2 separate regions of the Danio rerio genome follow, and region 1 is linked to region 2. Evidence: chromatin contacts called from public Micro-C data. All regions are on one chromosome and are shown on one strand. The core of a region is the stretch at or near the end of the contact, and the rest is flanking DNA. Distances in the headings are between cores, read along the strand shown. Region 1 overlaps plxna1a (plexin A1a). Region 2 holds the start of plxna1a (plexin A1a).

Evidence for each region. Hi-C and Micro-C count contacts between places; a contact is called where the count stands out from the background.
Region 1: a Micro-C map of caudal fin shows a contact between it and region 2, with 2.4 times the contacts expected there. The contact joins the enhancer-like site here to the promoter of plxna1a in region 2. A contact is called at or near these places in 3 of 18 Hi-C or Micro-C datasets (caudal fin, embryo and an unstated tissue) and 1 of 4 datasets of contacts at active chromatin or transcription factors (embryo).

The regions. Positions count from the first base shown.
Region 1 is chr23:37,465,837-37,471,317 of GRCz12tu, reverse strand. The region is part of intron 3 of plxna1a (plexin A1a); the gene reads right to left. Among named protein-coding and RNA genes, the nearest start is that of plxna1a, 170 kb to the right of the region's middle. Within about 2 kb of position 1,682, at least 14 of the 62 cell types and tissues checked have an H3K27ac peak or open chromatin away from gene starts, as enhancers often do. A contact at or near this core is called in caudal fin, where this site is marked.
Region 2 is chr23:37,293,681-37,299,529 of GRCz12tu, reverse strand. plxna1a (plexin A1a) reads right to left here and starts at 4,429. Exons shown (of 32, transcript XM_017353686.4): 1 at 4,251-4,429.

The DNA.
Region 1 (5,481 bases), core at 433-2,932, 170 kb before region 2:
AATCCGGGGTCGCCACAGCGGAATGAACCGCCAACTTATTCAGCAAGTTTTTTATGCAGCGGATGCCCTTCCAGCCGCAACCCATCTTTGGGAAACATCCACACACACATTCACACACACACTCATACACTACGGACAATTTAGCCTACCCAATTCACCTGTACCGCATGTCTTTGGACGGTGGGGGAAACCGGAGCACCCGGAGCAAACCCACGCGAAGGCAGGAAGAACATGGAAACTCCACACAGAAACGCCAACTGAGCTGAGGTTCGAACCAGCAACCTTCTTGCTGTGAGGCGACAGCACTACCTACTGCGCTACTGCCTCGCCGTTTACTAAATAAGTGATACCTAAGTGATACCTAATTTGATTTGCTTTGTAAACATTAAATAAAAGTTAAAACTGTATTATTTTTTATTTCATATATTACGTTTTTAGTAATGATACTCCTAAAATCATTCCGCAAAAATCCGCAGATTTTTTACAGAAACTCTTTGCAGGAATAGCAAAAAATGTCAGCAGATTTTGTCTGGCTTTAGATATAAGCTCAAAATTGTGTTTGAAATTTGAGAAGGAATAAAGCAAAAACAAAATAGAATACAATTTAATAAAAAAGCCAGAATTAAAAAATATAAAATGAGAATTGATAAATTATAGAACATAGAATGAGACTTTTTTGTAATTTTAAGTTTATTTTATGATTAATATTTTCTCTTTAAAATGAGAAACAAGTAAAAATTGGTAAATGTATTTTATATATAAATATAAATATAAAATTCTTAAAGAATAAGAATAAAAAAATACTAAGGAAGAAATTATTTTTGAGGTGCACTAATCTTCAAAAACACTCTCCAGTCTACAATTTCCACTATGGTCAACACATAAATTTTAAAATAAACTAGTAAAACGATAATGTAAAATGTAAATGTTAAAATAAAGTCAACATATGGTTCTACGTCCAAAAAAAAGTCTCAAGAATGTTTACGTATTTATAAATAATGTAAAAATACTGAGGAAGAAAATCTTTTTCCAGTGCACTAATCTACAAAACACTCTCCAGACCTCAATTTCCACCACAATCAACACATAAAGTGCAAAATACCTCACTGCCCCATCCATCACTTCCCGACTCATCATATCTGTCCACCAAAATACCTTAACCACAAACCTAATACCCCAGCAAAACTATAAAACTGACACTTTGAAGGGCAAAAGTCGTATCTCTAACCCAAGAGCGCTGCCATTACTGCTATCACCCCCTTCCACAGCCCGTCCTCACCCCGGCCTTCTTCTTCAATAACCTTTGTCATGGTCAGCAATGAGCCCGGCTCGACTCAGCACGTCGACAAGCGATAAGAGAGGCCTGCCGCATGCATGCACACCGCTGTATTCAGATGTGTAATTACAAAGGAAACGATAAGCCTGCTCCAGTGGGACTGCGCTGCTAATTACAGAGCCACCAGAGCTTCAAATTGCCATTTAAAGCAGCCATACGCAATCACACAATGCCACATTCCTGGAGCCGTCCGCACTTCTATGGCAAAACGGGGTGAGAAAGAAGGGCGCAGAGTTATGACTGTTTACGGCGAGGCCTGACAAGCTGAGCAAAAAGAGAGGGAGGAGGAGAGATTTTGGAGGGATATAAAGCTCCCAAACTCGAACCTACCTCCTGTTTATATACGCCAAACAAAATGTTCCCACATGGATGTTACGACATTTAGCTCCATTCGAGAAGGGGGGGGAGGTCGAAATCCCTGAGAAAACATGAGCCACACAAACAGCGAATGGAAAAAAAAAGCAGGAAAGTTAGTCATTTTGTGGTTGCGAGAGGAATGTCCTAACAGACGAGAGCCTGCCAAAAAAACCCAAACCTCCTTTTCTCGCCTTCAAAAAACGACAGGCAAACCACAAGCACTTTCAGCGCGAGGATAAAAGGCTTTTCGGTGCAACTTTTCACCAACTGTCTTGTCCCCTCGAAAGCCCTTCAAAGGGCTAAAATGCATTGTGCGAGCGTAAAGAAAGCAGCCGAGTAACCTGATAGACCGCTAATGATGTGTCTCATTCATTCACCGGCCGTTTACAGATGGATTAAATCTAATGCATTATAGGCTTTCTGGTCGAGTCCGTGGGGAACGAGGGGATCATAATGGTCCTATACAATGAAGCATAAGAGAAAGAGCTGAACGCTGAAACCACAGCAGGCTTCTGCTGACTCGCATCTCGTCCTCCAATTCATTTAGCGTATGCTACACGGTTAACAAACGAGCTCGAATCAATCCATCCATCAATTACAGGAAGCTCGGGCATTAATCTAATCTGAGGCCGAACTTGATCCCGGTCTCCGGTAGCAAAGGGGAAACCGCAGAACTCGAGCTCAATGCCGGGAGTCTCGCGTCCTCTTCATCTCTCGTCTTCAGAAGTCCAGCGCACCACTAAAACCGAGGGATTGATGGCCGTTCGTAAAAGCAGAGTTGTTAAAAATGTGACTACACCGCAGAGGAGACCCGTGATATAGGGAGAGTTCACATGAAAATGAAAAGCCTCGTATCATTTGGTTCTCCCTCATGTGTTTCTGACGTGTTCGGGATCAGGACGATGAAGCTGCTCTTTTTTTGTGGGGGGAAATAATGGAAAACCTGACAAATGATCTATTCACACCTGCACTTAAGATACGTTTAGTCAATCCGACCACAAGTGGACAAAGGAGTCACATTACCATTCAATACTTAAATGTGTCCCTTTTGTGCACTTTTGAGTGAGGAAGGGTCTGTGGATGGGTTTTGGCTTACTGTGATTATTCAAATCTACTAATTGGTGTATAAATGACTTCAGTAGCCGGAGAGAAGGCGGTCTTTAACAGTTTCCAATTAGTGGAAAATGGACAAGCTCAAAATGTTTTACATCCCTTTCACACCTGTATTTAGCATTGGGATGGGGCCAACAAAATCCTAATAAATAGAAGTGTTACAGTTAGTAAAAGCATGTACAGGGCCTAAATGAAAATAAACGTATGACTCTGAAAAAATTAAGCCTCATACCAACGATGCAAAAAAGTAAATGAAAACTAGCATTTCTAAGGTGCTTTCACACCTACAGTTTTGTTTCGGATCCTGGCGGGTCATTTGGCATATGTGAATCCAGCAATCGCACTTGGATTCACTGCAAAACAATCTGTCCATGATTCCCTGAATGAGGTGGTCTCGGCTCGATTAAAACAAACTCTGGAGTGAATCGATTGTAGTGAGAAAGCAATACGATCCAAACCAGGCTATATCACAGTGTATTATGGATATGTAATATGCATACATAGGGCTACATGTTGACAGAATTATGAGTAAGGCGGGATGTCATTACTACCGGTGCATGAGCATTTCATGCCAAATACGAAAGTGAAAGCAGGTTAACTATTAACGAGAGTTGCTTATCTGTTAGGAAAATTGACTGAACTGCAGTCTTGGTTTATCTGTTATTTCTCTCTATAATGTACAGTAAATTAATAAGCCAACTGCTATGTATGAAAAAGTCTTACCTCTGCTTATAATGCCTTATTGCTCATTGTCATAAATTAAAATAAGGACGCATGGCAGCTGAAAACTAAACCGTGAAACTCAAATATGACCAATGTGAGGAGAGTTTACGCACACTTGACTTGTTTAGAAACTTTGTCGTGTGAAAGCGAACCGCACCAAGAACAAAAATAAACCTTGTAACAAATTTAATTCCTGTTTTGGAACAAAAGAATCGATCCACAGGTGTAAAAGCACCCTAAAACAATATAAAACAAAGTAAAGATAATTATAAATAAAACAACAAAAACACAAGACGAGACAAAACAAAACACAAATAACCTTGGGTAAAAACATGTATACATGAATAAATAAATTAATTAACTCATTAATACATTTTCAATCCATTGCATATTATAAAATGTACACATTAAAATGTGAATATAAATATGAATATAAATATGAATATATATATATAAATATGAATATATATATAAATATGAATATATATATATATATATATATATATATATATATATATATATATATATATATATATATATATATATATATATATATATATATATATATGAATAAAGTACATTTTTGAGTGAACTACAACTTTTAAACGAAGTGAAGACAACAAAACAATTATTCATACATTAATTTTATTTTTCGGCTTAGTTTCTTTATTAATCAGGGGTCGCCACAGCAGAATGAACCGCCACAAAACAATTAACAAAGATACAAATTGCTTCAAAACACCAATGTCGATTTTATTTTCTTCATTGTTCTTAAAAGCATGCTTGGCATCTCAATATAGGATCTCTGTGTATGAGTGTTTCGCTACTATAACCTGGCAGTCACACATGGTAGTGTACATACATGTTTGTGTGTATGTGTCACTCAGGCTTCGCTCCTGTGGTGCCACACGCAGGTTGTAAATGAATATGAATGGCCATGAGGAAGCCTGCGAGGAAGAGGCCGCCTGAGGCAAAGCGCACTGGGCTTCTATTAATCTTAGACAAACTGACACATGGGAATAACCCAAAACAAGCCAGCCGGGCCAAACACGCAACACGACCCACAGCCAAAGCACAGCCGCATGACGTTCAGAGCTCACTTTCGAGGAATATCCGTTATGTAATCGAAGGATGATGAATTGTGTTCGAATAGATATTGTAATGTGCACTTTTAAACAATGTACAGTAGTTGATGCTTCAGCTAAGAGACCAAAGCTATGGGTAAAATATATACATACAATTAATTAAAATAAAAAACAAAAAAATCTAAACATCTAAAACAACTATATTCATGCCACAGGTCGAGAGATATAAATAATCAATTATTAAGATTTTAATATAGTGTTATTTAACTTTCCAGACATTCAACAAGGCTTAATTTTTATTTAGATTTATAATTTAAAATATTTGATTTCAAATTTGATCTACTTTAAAATGTAAAACAACAGTAAAACTATTTTAATGCTAAACATTAAATATGACTGTCAAAAAAATAATAGCTTGGAGGATAGGAAAAATAAATACCAATAGTGTAGAAATACTAGGCCTGTCACAATAATCAATAAATCAACTTATCGTGCAATACTTAGAGATGACCTCAGTAACTTTTGGACATTGCAATATAATTTACAAATTCACAAGTAATGTTAAAGCCTTTTTACAATAATATATACATTCTACCTTTCCGGTGTCAAAGTTTAGAATTGAACCTTTTCCTAATAGGACAATAGTCTCAAACCCAAATGGAGAGCCGCAGCTCTGCATAGTTTAGCTTTAACCACATCTAACTCACCTGTTTAATAGTCTCCAGTAGTCTTGAACACCTTGATTAGTTGGATCAGCTGTGTTTAATTAGGGTTGGAGCAAAACTGTACAGAGCTGCGGCCCTCCAGGAATCCAGTTTGAGACCTACAGTTGCAATCAGAATTACTAAACCCCCTTTGATTTTTTTT
Region 2 (5,849 bases), core at 3,180-5,679:
CACAGATAAATACAAGAGAGTAAAGATGCAAATGAAATAAAGGTGTTAAGGCCTTTTATGATTTTCTTCATATAGCATTCAGACACTAAACTTGAACAAATTTAATTAAAAATATCACTGTATAAACTGTAGGGTTTAATTATTCATAAATAATTAATTCACCCTATCACACATCGCGATGTTTCACATTAGACATTGTACGATACCTAATTGGTCGACATCGCCCAACCATACTGTATATTCTTCTGTACCCTACTGTATAGTCTTCATCGTATAAATCTTTTTAATCTAAAGCTTCAAAATTAATAATTTCTTGTGCTTTCATATTCTCTTGAAATGCTTAATATTAATAATAATAATAATAATAATAATAATAATAGGTCACAAAATATGCAAATGATAAACTTTCACAACATTATGAAAAAACTTTGCAATGACCATCTATTGTACCTGATTAACCATAATCATTACTGGATATTGCACATGCTACTGTACGATGAGACTATTGCAGACTGTGATATCAATGCCAAAAAGATAAATTGTGCAGCCCTAAATCACAATATTTAGAAGTGCCAGAATATCAATTCAGCGGATGTTCATTATCATGGTATATTGTAATACTGAACATCAGCATATGTCTAATTCCCAGAGGAAGGAAGTATATAATATCATACAGCATTTGAATATAAAGCTGACTCATCTTTTCTGGAATGAGATACTCTGTTGGTCATGGTCAAGCTTCAGTGGTCACCAAAGAAAGCTGCTAATCTCACAAGCCGCCTCATACGTTGACAGCAGAACAAGAAATACAGCAGCTCTAAACAAAGGAATGCAAATGGCTTTTTTATCCTCCTAAATCAGCTGCTAGCTCTTTTATTTCAGTGAGTGGTGGAAAAGAAAGAGGACGGGAAAACACAAGAAGAATGAGAGCTCATCATTGCGGTCCTGACATCATGAGAGTGGCACTGATCCTACACTGAGGTTCCCAGCTGAGACCTCCAGTCTGTTGTGGGAGCGGGAAAAGCTGCATCTCCTCTGGACGACGGCCATGACAAACAAAACATGGTCTGACCCTTCAATCTCCAAACCCTGCTCAAGCCAAAGCACTATTTATACGCACTCAATAACTCAGTAAAAGGAAATGGTAATGAATTTGATGCAGCATCGCTCTTTGCACGTCGTACCAAGGCACTAAAAATATACAACACAGTAGGCCTGCTAATAAGACTGATCACATAAAAAAAATGAAAAACTAATCTCTATTCCTGTCAGATTTCTATGGCGTCTAAATATCACACGCTTTCTCAGAGGGATAACCATCTGCCAGCCGTCGGTGTGCACTTATATAAACGTACATAGTAGAAGAAAAGTGAAGACAGAAACAATTTTATTATCTCTTCCTCTGATCTGATACAGTCAGCTTCAAAACACTTCAGGCCTGACTGCCTTTATTGTGTTAGTTTGACGTCTCCGCAGATTTGAGGTGCAGAAAGAGCTGATAATGGATTGGAAAAGTAAATTAAATAAACTTGTGTTTTATGATAAACTCAATCAAAAAGATATCATTGTCTGTCCTAGAAGTGATATTGAAGCAAACTAAAAAGGCAAGTAATGAGAAAGTCGTCTATTCAAAAAAAGTAAAACATGAAACAGCAAACTGGTAGCTAAAGCGGAAGAATGTGAAGAAGAGATGCTTGTGGGCAAGATTTTGAGTATGGAAGGTACTTACCACCACTGGCAATAACTCAAATGTCTAAAGTTTTATATTTTTCTTTCAAGAACCTACTTTAGTCTCATTTGAACATTCTTTCCTTCCAATAACTCATTTTAGAACTTGCTTGGTAAACAGTAAACACTAAACCACTATTGGCCAATGGAGTTCAACACAGCTTCAGTCATAAAACATAAATAAAATAAAATCAACCAATGATTTTCTGGTAACATTCCCAGCAATAAGCCACAAAGTGTGACTGCTAGCCGCAGTCTTCTCATTTATAAATGCCATGCAAGCTTGTGACTAGAACTGTGACGTCCTGTAAACGCCATAGATGTTATTAAAGTGGAAAAAGGCGCCAAAGGTGTCTACACGCAACGCCTCATGTAAAGTGGGCACGGACCTTTAATAAAGCCCACTCCACACCGACAGAAAGACACAAGAGGAGGCTGGCACTGACAAGCTCGAAGGTGAGAATGTCAGGGATATTTAAAACATCCGTCAATCACAGCAAAGGCCGAGTGCGCCGAACAGAACCACTCAAAGTGAGATTAATTCTGACATGGTGCACTTCGTTTCCCACTGAGGTGAACTGCTTTGACATAAAGGTGGACATTTAAGCCTGTAACGTTGAGATTGATACTCTAGCATCACTTCATAACACAAACTGCATCAAACTACCAGAGACTGAATGCAAACTAAGTGGTTTATTTTGGGAAAACAATTTAGTTCATTAGTTGTAGCTAACGTTAATATCTATATAAGAAAAAGGGGGCGGGGTGTCTAATTCAAGAATAGCTCTTACATTGAATGCAAAACACAATTCGATCAGTCAACAGAATGGCTGGTTATTTTAATAAATCGAGACAAATGAGTATTTCATGTTAGTATATATGGTTAGCCAAAATGCAAAACATTAACATTATGATTCACTTAATGCAGAATATTTAATGTCAATAAATGCATTCAGTCTGCTGACAGAAAGTCTGTAAACAAACATTTGAGCGACTGAATGCGTTTTGTTTTATTCTTCACACCATTTGTCAACAGATTGTTGTAGGTATAATCATATTTACAAATATTGCTTCATCAAAATTAGCCTGGTAAATGAAGCATATAGACCGTGAATCCGATAGAAAACAGTTATGAAATAGATTAAAACCCCTAGAATGTCCATCGCTACAAAATAACCGTAAACGGAGGTTTAATAACTTACCAAAATATAAACATTACTATTTTCTAGCGGTTCTGTTCATAAGGGATGCGTTTTATACAAACAACAGGTTTTCAATAAGCATGGAATAGGATGTTTACATAAAACATGTAACTTTTGAACAGAAGACGCGCACTCGCAGTTAGAAAATACTCAATCCAGATTCGAGTGCTAAATGCTGACTGTGGTTGAAGTCTACGTTTAAATGACTAAATGTCGATAAATGTTCATGGTTAATTTTGAGCTCTCCGTTTAAAACTTTCATTTTAATAAAAAAAATGCATTCTTCCTAGTGTGAAGCTCCTTCGTCTGAAAAACCAATCCTCCGTAGATGGACAAGCTAGAAAGCTGAGAAACGCAATCTTTCAGTTCACTCACAACAAGCACATACCAGATTACCTCTTTGTTCTTAAAAAAGCGCAACAATACGTTCAAGTACAAAGCAGACTTTACTGACATCCTCAGTGAAATAAAGCAGAGAATCTCGTGCATACACATAAACACACATAATCTTCGACTATCTAACAGTTGCCCGCCTAACAAAAAGCCAAAGCCTGTTTCACATAAGAGGTCATTCAATCGCCATATAAGTAGTATAAGATTTTATAATCTGATAGAGGTTTATATGTGAATGCCATAAGTAGATACTCCACGCGTTAAATTGCAAATGAGAAATTGGTCTAAATTTCTTCCTCTCCAATGCAAGCCCGACAGTTCTAACCTACATCCAATTTTGCCAATTCCCGGTTGAATCAGTGTTGGCGAGATTTTACAGACAGCCAACCCACATAACTGTCACACTGATACTGACAATCCAATAGCCAAATAACTAAACAATTGAGAGGAGCTGGACAGAGCCTGGTTTATGTGTTTAAAAACGCATCCAACACCCCTCCCTAGCAGTTAAGCTTATCCCTAAAAGTGTGATATGCAGTGGTAAGCTGAGCTATCCAGCAAAAGCATCGCTTACATTCTGCATATTCCCAGAGAACGCCCCTGTACCCACATAACCTGCATGTTACTTATTTCAGTAATTAAACCACAGGGAATCTAACCAAGTTAGTCATCCGCTATTGCAGCTCAGCACAGACATCAGCTTGTTTAATGCGTCAGTTAATAGACGCCGAGGTGTCAAACCGCATTTAAAATGACCACATCGCACTGCTCTGCTGCTCCGTCGCAATCAAGTATCGATACATTCACGGTGAACGCTGAAGAAAACAGCGCGCGACGCACATCTGATCACCCAAAAAACTGCATTTTCCTCCAGACAAAACTGCATGGAAAAGTAGCGCCTGTGCGTAAAGAGCCGAGGATACTCACTTGTGCTCTTGATGCCTTGGTTTATTATCCTCGCCATGCGTAAAATCTCAAACTTGAGTACATTTCCTCGGCAGCAGTGTGTAAAGCTCCGCGTGCACTTTCCGAGTGTGAAGTCTCAGTACGGCATGAATGAGGAGGAATGCAGTCCGCGCGCCCTCATCGAGACGCAGCCTCGTTTTGAGTCTCCGGGAACGCAACACACTGCCAGAGTCGTTTATCTCGCGCCGCGGCCAGGCGGCGACATTGAGCGCGCTCCAAGCCTTTATGGTGAAATATACAGTTAGTCTGTAGTCTTAAACACCGGTCCGTTGCACCACCTGTCGATGTATCTATGCACATTTATTACAATCACAGAGAATATGGTTTGTTTGTCTTTTGCGTGCGCCAGCCAAGCATGAAGATATGCATACAACAGCTTTATGGGAGTATTGTAACTATTATTGTGAGTAATAATACCAGTTTAAACAATTAGAAATTATCTAAAAGAGTGAAATCAGAATCAGATTAACTCGCCAAGTGTGCGCAGACACAAGGATTTTTGTGTGTGTGGTATATAGGAGCTCAGGGAACATACATATACATAGGGTTACACATACATGTATACAAGATAACTGAAAGTATATTTAAATAAGTGGGAAAGGAAGTAAAGAAAATTATATACAGATAGACAAATAGATAGATAGATAGATAGATAGATAGATAGATAGATAGATAGATAGATAGATAGATAGATAGATAGATAGATAGATAGATAGATAGATAGATAGATAGATAGATAGATAGATAGATAGATAGATAGATAGATAGATAGATAGATAGATAGATAGATAGATGATGGATGATGGATGATGGATGGATAGATAGTAATTTACAATAAAACATAATATTATTATACTAGTGTAATGGTATGTAATTATATATTGTAAAATAAAATACATGTAGCAATACAGCAGTCAAATTTATAAATTTAAGAGTTTTGATACAAAAACCTCTAAATGCCGTCTGAAAGTTTCTTCTAAAATGTGTATTTTCATCAGGCTCTTGTGTGTATGTTCTGTAATATCACTTTTATGGCAAAGAATAAGTCATTTTCCTGGTCTTTAAAGTAAAACATCTCAACATAAACAAAGGAGGCTGAGAAAAATGTTCATTTTAGATTGAAATTTCAGATGGCACTTTTTTTGCATCTGAACTCTTCAAATATATATTTATTAATGTAAGCTCTACATTTTAAATGGTTAGTTTTCTTAAAATTAATTTACAACTAACATTAAGATAAAACGTAGAAAAGAAGATTGATTGACAAAAATAAAATCAGCAAAATAACTAAAATTATATAAAAGTAGAAAGAGTGCCTTTCAGGACTTGGGCCCCATGGCTGGAGTTGCTTAGAGCCCCCAAATCACTAAAGCCGCCCCTGATTATATGTGTATAATGTTTTTTTTTATATATATATATATTGTTCAAATTACAGGAAGGATGACATAAATTTTTTAAACAAGTACAGATTTCAAAATGAGTGTTAAAAAGCTGTAATATAATAAGTTTACAAGCACAGGTTTTTACCTGCCCCCAAATAGACCTTACCTAACAATAGTC